2 separate regions of the Triticum aestivum genome follow, and region 1 is linked to region 2. Evidence: chromatin contacts called from public Hi-C data. All regions are on one chromosome and are shown on one strand. Each heading gives the region's core, a stretch centred on a gene start, on an enhancer-like site or on the middle of the called end of the contact. The rest is flanking DNA. Distances are from core to core; before and after follow the strand shown. Region 1 holds the start of LOC123070786 (cellulose synthase A catalytic subunit 4 [UDP-forming]). Region 2 holds the start of LOC123070785 (probable WRKY transcription factor 65).

Region 1 (4,365 bases), core at 929-3,428, 360 kb after region 2:
AGGGGAGTGGAGTGAAGTGGCTAGGGATTTGGTCCGGCGAGCGGATGGGGAGTAATATGAATATATGTGGGGTCGGGTGGGCCATCATGGGCCGGGTACGACATGGCGGACACGCCCGACCGTCCCATATCTACCATATTTGGGCTGGATATGAGGGGTGGCAGTCAGCCCGGGTGTTTGATGCCCGTCTGGTCGAAATTTCATGGCTGGCCAGTGACCGGGCGACCCGCCCGGGCGTATGAGGCGGGTTTGGGGCGCCCGGCTATATATGCTCTGAATTTGAAGTTCAAACACATTACCATGTATGAGATATGAAAAATATATTCAGCAATGAATAGTGGGATTTACTATCCGACACTATTCAATGTTGACATTGTTTTTTATTTCGTACCTTGTAAATGGTAATGAATTTGAACTTGGGAATTTCACATGCTAATAGAACATCACTCTTAACATCCCCTATTTTTTAAAAGATTTTTCTGAAACTTCAAAACGTCATTTCAACGTGGTTTTCACTAGTTCCACTAAAAGTTAGTTTTTCATGTGATATTCTCTCTATGATATTAGAGAGAATATCACATGGAAACGAAGTTTCAAAGAAAACTTCGTGGAAACCACGTTTAAAAGTTTTGAAAAAATCTAAAAAAAAGAAATGTCAAGATGGTGATGTTCTATTGCTATACTAAATTTCAAGTTCAAACACATTACCATGTATGAGATATGAAAAAAAAATTCAACAATGAGTAGTGACATTTACTATTTGGCATTATTCATTATTGATTTTGTTTTTTGTACCTTGTAAATGGTAATGTATTTGAACTTGAGAATTTCACATTCTAAACATCATTCTTACATCCCGTATTTTTTAAAAGATTTTGTTGAAGCTTCAAAACATCATTTCCGTGTGGTTTTCAACGATTTCCACGAAAACTTGGTTTTCATGTGATATTTTGTCCTAGCCTTCTTTCCCCATTGTACTCCACATATGTCTGCAACTCCTCCATTTGTGGTATGTTCTGAGATCTTCATTCAATCCTTATCATTATAAAGAAATAGCAACCAATTCACCAATTATTTGTGAGGCAAATCTAATGTTTAACACCTCCCTTGGGTTCATGATTTGAACGAAAACACCTGCATCACAGGGCATGTGTAACTCTTGTGATGTAAAATTGAACAAGTTAACCGCAAATCAATCAGTTTTACACCAACATCAACCCAAGCCCCAACGTTTCTCTACTACAACCCTACATCTAATTGCACATAGACAAAAATAGAACAGGCAAATGAGCACAAGTGAAGGACATGGCGTACCTCCTTCTTTACTACAGACATGATCGTCATTGGTAACCGTGATTGTCCGCTGGTCGCCGTTGCCGTTGTGCAAGAGAGTAGGAAGATGATGCATCGTCGGCGGACAGAAGGGAGAGGAGGGGCGAAGTGTGTGAAGTGGAGGGGCGCGACCTAGTCCGCTGGCTCAACCCGATAGAGTGTTGATTTCATGGGGCCTTGTGGGACCCACCACCCATGGTTGGTTCACTCAGACATTCCGGCCTCCTCCCTTGCCAGGTTCGCTATTTGAAAATTCTCTGAAGGTTGCTTTAGACCGAGATCAGAGAGTACGAGTGCTGATTTCACGGACTAAAATTTGAGGGTTCAATTTCGACGACATAGCTTTATTTCAGACTTCACTCTCAGCTCAGTGTACCAGGACATAAACTGCACATCTGGCAACTTGCTCCAATTTCGTCCTCCGCGGAGCACGACTCCCCCACCCTCCTCGCCCTTCGCCGTCGCGTCGGTCGCGAGTTAGAAAACGTGCTGTCAAAAGCGACGCCGCAACGCGAGCGATACCTTCTTGCTCTCACCTCGCGACGGGCCCCGCACCGACGACACCAAGCACCACCAACCTGCCCCCGACCTCCGACCCTCCCGCCTTGCAGGTTACGCCCCGCCCCATCGCCCGTCACCTTCGCTTCCAAACCCCGCAAAATCCCTCCCTCCCGCGAAAAACACCTGCCGCAGGCCGCCCCGCCTCTGCGCCCCTCCCCTGCCCGCTCAGGCGCCCAACCCTTTGCTTCCATTCTTTCCATCCACCCGCCGATGCGATGCCGACGCCCCAACCCCACCCACCGCCTGCCAGCGCCACGCCACCGCGCGGCCGTGGCTATATCACCACGCATCCAACCTCCGGCACGCTGAGCCTATCCCTCTCTCTCCCACTCCACTCCCCACCCTTCCGGCCACTGCCGCTCCGCCCGCACGCCGGCGAGGAGGGGTGAGTAGTAGCGCGCGCCCCGACGAGGAGGAGCCACGATGGAGCCGGGGGCCCATCCTCCCTGCGCGGCCTGCGGGGACGACGCGCACGCCGCCTGCCGCGCCTGCAGCTACACGCTCTGCAAGGCTTGCCTCGACGAGGACGTCGCCGAGGGCCGCGCCGCCTGCGCGCGCTGCGGCGGAGAGTACGCCGTCTCCGACCCAGGTCCGTTTTCCTTGACAGAAGCTTAGGAGTCCAGCGAGGGGCTTTGCGCTGACGAGTTTGCTCTCTGTTCCAGCGAATGGCAAGGGGAGCGCCGTGGAGGAGGAGGAAGCGGCGGTGGAGGACCAGCTCGTCGCCGAGGGTCTGCGTGGGCGGGTCACAATGGCGAACCAACTCAGCGATCGCCAGGTGAAGTCATTTATTCGTGCAACTGTTCGGTTTTGTGTAGATCAGCTGAACACACACCCCTCAAGGAAGGGGAATTTCCTACAGTTCTGACAATGTTGGATGTGATTTTGGTGCAACAGGATGTAGTAAGTCATGCCAGGACCCTTAGCAGCATGTCTGGAATTGGGAGTGGTAGGCATACTTCTCTACTTTGCTTGGGCTTTTTACCTTACCCTGATGTCGCTTAAGTACTGAAATTTTTTCACTCACTCTGGATGTGAAGAGTTGAATGATGAATCCGGGAAGCCCATCTGGAAGAACAGGGTTGATAGTTGGAAGGAGAAGAAGAATGAGAAGAAAGCCTCAGCAAAAAAGGCTGCAGCTAAAGCACAAGTTCCGCCTGTGGAAGAACAGATCATGGAAGAAAAGGAGTATGAATTACGCATCCATTTATACATCCTTAAAATGATTACTCTAGAGCTTCTACTTGTATATATGTATCCATGTCTCGTAACAAATGAAAATCTGTAAATCTCTGGTTCACCATTTTTATAGGTATTATCATATATAGTTAGCTGATTCACACCAAAGGTTTTTTTTAGACGAGCTAGATGCCAGTTATATTTGAAATTGACCTTAAGGTCTCGTGTGATTGCTATCTTACCAGATCCATATACAAACTTCTATATTTCCCTTGTACTGGGGAAAATAGCTTAAACTAATCTGGAGATGTGATATTGTATTCACACTTCATATCTCATTAACATGCTTCATTTACACCTTAGTCACACAATTTGTTGCTTAACTTGGCCTATAACCATTAACCACACCTTGTTTATACATCTTAACATCAGGATCTTCCTAAGTTGTTAATTTAATATGTTTTCTGCTATTATACTCTCCCCTGGCTTAGTTCAAGACCTTTTTGAGCTTCACCTCTGCTACATTATAAAATGACATGGTGTTTTGTTGAAATGCATAGTGTCACCTTCCCTCATTAGCTTAGGATTTTGGGTGAGTTGGTTGGTTCATATAATTCAAGCGTTTTAATTTTAATATGCTGACAATTTATTGTTACACACCAAACGATTTTGCAGTTTGACAGATGCGTATGAGCCACTTTCCCGGATCATCCCTATATCGAAGAACAAGCTCACACCTTACAGGGCAGTCATCATTATGCGGCTAGTTGTTCTCGGGCTCTTCTTCCACTACCGTATCACCAACCCTGTCGACAGTGCCTTTGGTCTCTGGCTGACTTCAGTCATATGTGAGATCTGGTTCGGTTTCTCCTGGATCTTGGATCAATTTCCCAAGTGGTGTCCTGTCAACCGAGAGACTTACGTCGATAGGCTGATTGCACGGTATGCTCGGTAGTAGTACCACTAAAACTGTTTATATATCAGTAAGCATTGTTTGTACTGAGTTGCATAATCCATGCATGTTACAGATATGGAGATGGAGAAGATTCTGGGTTAGCACCTGTGGATTTCTTTGTCAGTACAGTGGATCCACTGAAAGAGCCTCCACTAATCACTGCGAACACTGTGCTGTCCATTCTCGCGGTGGACTATCCTGTTGAGAAAATTTCGTGCTACGTCTCTGACGACGGAGCTGCCATGCTCACGTTTGAATCACTTGCTGAAACTGCGGAATTTGCAAGGAGATGGGTTCCATTTTGCAAGAAGTTCTCCATTGAGCCACGAACCCCTGAGTTC
Region 2 (4,560 bases), core at 104-2,603:
CTCCGGCGGCGGCGCCACGTCGAACGCCGGCACGTATAGCGCCGTCCGGTGCCACGTCGGGTACTGGTCGAACCACCCGAAGTCGAAGCTCTCCTCCTCCTCTTCGGCCGCCGCGGTCACCGTCGTGATCGCCGCGGGGTCGGCCAGACCGATGACAGGCTTCTGCTCATGCTCCTCTTCCTGATCTTGCTCCGGCGCTTCAGGCCCGTGCTCCGGCGCTTCAGGTCCGTGCTCGGGCTGGCACTCCACCGGCGTGCCAGGCTCGGGCTTGGGGTCCACCAGCCGCGGAGAGGACTTGTTGGGTTGGCAGCCGCTCTTGGGCGCCGGCCACGGGTGGTTGTGATCGTAGGAGTAGGTGACGAGCAGCACGGTGGGGTCGGCGCGGCTGCGCTCCACCTGCTTCCTCGCCGGGCACCCCTTGGAGCTGCTGCAGCGGTAGTACCCCCTGAACACGCGACAGTAATTCACACAAATCAGACGAGCCTACTTACTTGGTAACTGATGATTTAATTGCCGCAAATTACCAGCCTGTCCTGCAAAGCTGTATCTACGCGTAGTACTTACCGTGGGTAGGGGGATCCCTTGATGGGCTTCTGGCCGTACTTGCGCCACGCCCACGAGTCCGGCGGCGGCGGGCCCTCGCCGTTGGTCTTGGCCCGCTCGCCGCACTCGGAAATCGGCACCGACACCACCCTCTTCTCCACAGATCTCCGGCTGCAAGCAATCGCCAAACAAACATACTCATTCAATCCTCCGCCGCCTAATCAAGATTCGAGATTCGACTGGTTCCATGGATGGATGGAGATGTGTATGTATGTACCTGCGCTTGGGCGGCGGCAGCGGCGACGACGGCGAGGGGTGGTCGCGCTTGCTCTGGCCTCCGCCGGGCGACTCGGCGTCGGCGGGCGGCTGCTCGTCGACGGAGTCGGCCCGCGGCGAGTCCGTGCCCGTGCTGCAGTCCGACATCGGCGGCGCCTAGCCTAGGTATCCACGCCCGGCCCCGGCGAATCGGACACGGACGGAGCTATCTGGGTTGGGCTAACAGAAGTCCCGGCCCGGCGGCTGGCTGCTCCGGATAAAAAGCTCAAAGCGAAACCAACCCCGGCTTTCCGAAAGCGTATATATCTGTGGGCTTTGATGATGATCACCGGCTGCCACAACGAAGTGTACTGTCAGGAAGGAAGAGGGGTGGAGGCGAGTAGTAGTAGTACAGGACCGGGTCGAGTGATGGATGGGGGGATGGTGGAAACGGTGGCGAGCAAATGGGGACGGATGGGTGCAGCTTTCAATGATCCGCCCCCCTGCTACGTGCGCGTTTGTTGTATATGTGCGTGCGTATGCGCTGGTGGACGGACGCTTTTGTTTATGCGCACGATGTTGCCATCCACCGGGTGCGCGTACTACTACTGTATGGAATGGATGTGTTGTGTGTGCGCGCAGCGTTTTCGCCTGTTTTGTTTAGCGTTTCGTGCAGTCCCGCGTCCGGGTTCTGGATTGGATCGCTCTCCTCTCCCTCCCTCGCTGTTGCGTATAGGAGGAGGGCCGGAGCGAGGAGGGCGACGTCTTGGGGCAGGGCGGACGATTAGATTAGGCGGAGGCTGCGATGGCGACCCCCTCGCTAACCGATCTGGCCAATCATGTCCGCGCCCTTGCCTCCCGCCATGTACACACATGGCACATCTTTTGTTTTGTGCATGTGCGGAGCCGGAGCGAGAGATGATGAGATGTGCCTGCCTGATCCAGCGAGCCGCCCGTGATCATGTATGTAGCAGGTGTCGGGTTCGCTAAATTCGGTACCGATCCAACTGGAGCATCAGATTCTAGTTCGACGGCCAGGATACGTCGATGCTCACCACCACTCTGTACATGTCTCTCAGTTTTTGACCCGTAGCGCAAGCAGAGGGTTCTGAGTACTGCTTGCTACATCGACCATACTTCATGCGCCGTGCAGATGCTCTAGTGAACGCACTGTTTTCGTGTCGAATCATTACGAACCCTGTAGAACTGGCTACTTTTGCAAGTACTAGTACGTCTGCAAGCGTACGCGCGGAAACCGATTACTGTCGTACGTATGCAGGTACGTAGTTGGTCGAAGGTGAATGGCGAGATCTATCCATGATCCATCAGATCAAATGGTGCCAAGGTTCATCCATCAATTAATGATCCATGTGACTCACTGGGAAACTGCACCGCGGCTACTTGTTAATTCCATCTTACACTGTCAGTACTCCACGGTATCTTTACACGGACTCTGTCTGACAGAAAAAAGCTTGTTAATTTTGGCGTGGGTATTGTAATGCTGCTTTGGCAGTATATATAGCTAACTAATGCAGTACAGTACAGTACAGCTTACCAAAAGAAAAATCAGAGTACAACACAGGATTGATGCAAGATAATACTACTGGGAAGTGGTCCCGGTGTTCGCTGGAGCTTGGCTTCCCATGCCAGCGAAATGCGTTCCCACGTGCACTTTTTTCTCTCGGCGCCACTAATATGTGATTTTGACGTGCTCCAACTCAAGTGTGTTCCCTCTCGTCCATATGATGGCATCTAGAAGCCTTATTTTGCCGGTCTCTTCTCATTTTCAGGCTTCCCGGTCCTGACCCCGACCATATAATACTCTTTTCGTGCCTTTAACCGAAGTGTGCCCTTTTATTGTTTCATCCACGATAGTTCTTTTTCTTGATTCCTACTCCTAATTTGCTCGATGAAGCCTTTTCTTTTTCAGGTGAAAAAATCACTCCCTGCCATCCAAAAAAGCAGCCATGACACTTTTTTTTATCAGAGAGAGTATTACACTTCCGATTAAGCAAACACATTTTTTAAAATAGTAAGAATAAAATAAAATAAGTGGAGCTTTTTTGCGACAAGCATAGTCTAATACTCATGTTTTTAGTTTTGGGACAAAATGAGCTATATCATATTCTGAGCGAAAAAAATAAAAGTGCAGCTACAAAAACCGCGAACAGTAGTGTTTGTATAGTGTTGATTATGTTGTATTTTGCTCAAAATACGTTGTAAATCATTTTTCCCAAAACTTGTAACGTGAGTATTATCTAGATCATCTTTCTTGCCACAAAGCTTCAAAACTATTTGATTATTTTTCTTAAAAGAATATCAATTCAGGTGTGGATAGACCTGAGTTCCACAGTGTATTTTTGGTAATAATGCCCTTCAATTTGCCAGCTTTTGTTCTAATGCACTTGGAGGACCTTAACCAATCCACGTGATGGTTCTACCCTCTAATTTAGCAAAGTTGCTAAACAATCACTAACATTATTTTGAGTTCGCCTTACATGAGTAGTACAAGTTTCACAAAGAGAGGGACGATGTTTAGTTTCCTGGACGAGAGAGGAGTATACTGATCTATCCAGTTCCCGTGCATGGATCAACTACACTGCAATGAGCGAGTCCATCTCAACTGCAATAGGAGAATCACACCTCTGTAATGCTAAGTACAATTCCTCCATAGCCGCACACAACTCTGCCTCAAGAGTATCCCGGCACGAGAAAAGTTGTGTGGGAAGAAGAAGAAACACCCTTGAAATCTGAATCGTGTCGGCTCCAACAAGTCAATGAGCGGAGTAAGACCCATCAACATTCATTTTCATCCATCCCTCGCTTGGTCCATCCATCTGGCTTGGTTATCAGAGATTCTATCATGAGATATTGGCCTCGTTATTTAATGTGTGGGCTTAGATAAGTGGTCATGATATACCATGGACTTCCCCATTGTAGGATCGGACTTCGAGTTTAACTTCACAACGATCAACGAATCAAGGTAGCTACATAGAAATCTTTATGAAACGTCAAGTGGGGGCGGCTCCTTATGGTGAACTACCTCATTCTCTATATGCGAGCAACACCACTGATTCATAAGTAACATGCAACAATCATTCTCGGTCACCGGGGTCCAAGGCATGCAACAACCACTCGACGTGGCCTTTAAAAAAACACTCGACGTTAATGTTCTCCGCCTTAGCAAGGACCGACGGCCTCCAGATCTCTGCCATTTTTTACGACAAGGATACAACCAAAGGGCATCGACACAAGGCATGAAAGCAATCCTCTGGTTCACGGCATGCTGGGCATATGCTTGAAACCTCAAGACCATCCTTATTCTTATTCTACCAAGTAGCCAGAGAATTGTTGGTTGCTCGCCAAGCAAAATTGCGGACAGTGGGGGCACGTTTATAGACCAAATCATTTTCTAGTAAGACCGGCAACCATTTGGGACATAACTTGAGGCGACTTCTTGATCCCGTTTAGCTTCCTCAAATGCCATAAGATAAGTGGACTGCATCGATAATACTCCTAGTTCACTCGGTCCACATGAGAAAGTATCATCCATCAATCTCGGTGAAGCTCTGATCTTCGGTATTTTGTTTGCATGGGAGGAAATATGTGTTCCAAGTTCCATGACCATTTATCGCTTAGCAGCTCCGACACAAAACAAACTCTACATCACCTTAGGTTGTGATAGGTTTGTAGGAGTGGGGGTCTAGGAATACAACTATCACGCCAAACCTGAATACTCCCGCCATTCCCGACTCTTCATAT

Evidence for each region. A called contact is a pair of places that touch in the nucleus more often than the background predicts.
Region 1: a contact with region 2 is called in a Hi-C map of leaf, with 6 times the contacts expected there. The contact joins the promoter of LOC123070786 here to the promoter of LOC123070785 in region 2. A contact is called at or near these places in 3 of 5 Hi-C or Micro-C datasets (all in leaf).

What each region holds. Positions count from the first base shown.
Region 1 is chr3B:540,861,160-540,865,524 of IWGSC CS RefSeq v2.1, forward strand. It overlaps LOC123070786 (cellulose synthase A catalytic subunit 4 [UDP-forming]), which reads left to right and starts at 2,179. Exons shown (of 13, transcript XM_044494123.1): 1 at 2,179-2,482; 2 at 2,556-2,668; 3 at 2,788-2,839; 4 at 2,931-3,078; 5 at 3,745-4,011; 6 at 4,098-4,365. The coding sequence starts at 2,317.
Region 2 is chr3B:540,499,234-540,503,793 of IWGSC CS RefSeq v2.1, forward strand. It overlaps LOC123070785 (probable WRKY transcription factor 65), which reads right to left and starts at 1,354. Exons shown (of 3, transcript XM_044494122.1): 1 at 821-1,354; 2 at 565-714; 3 at 1-445. The coding sequence starts at 966.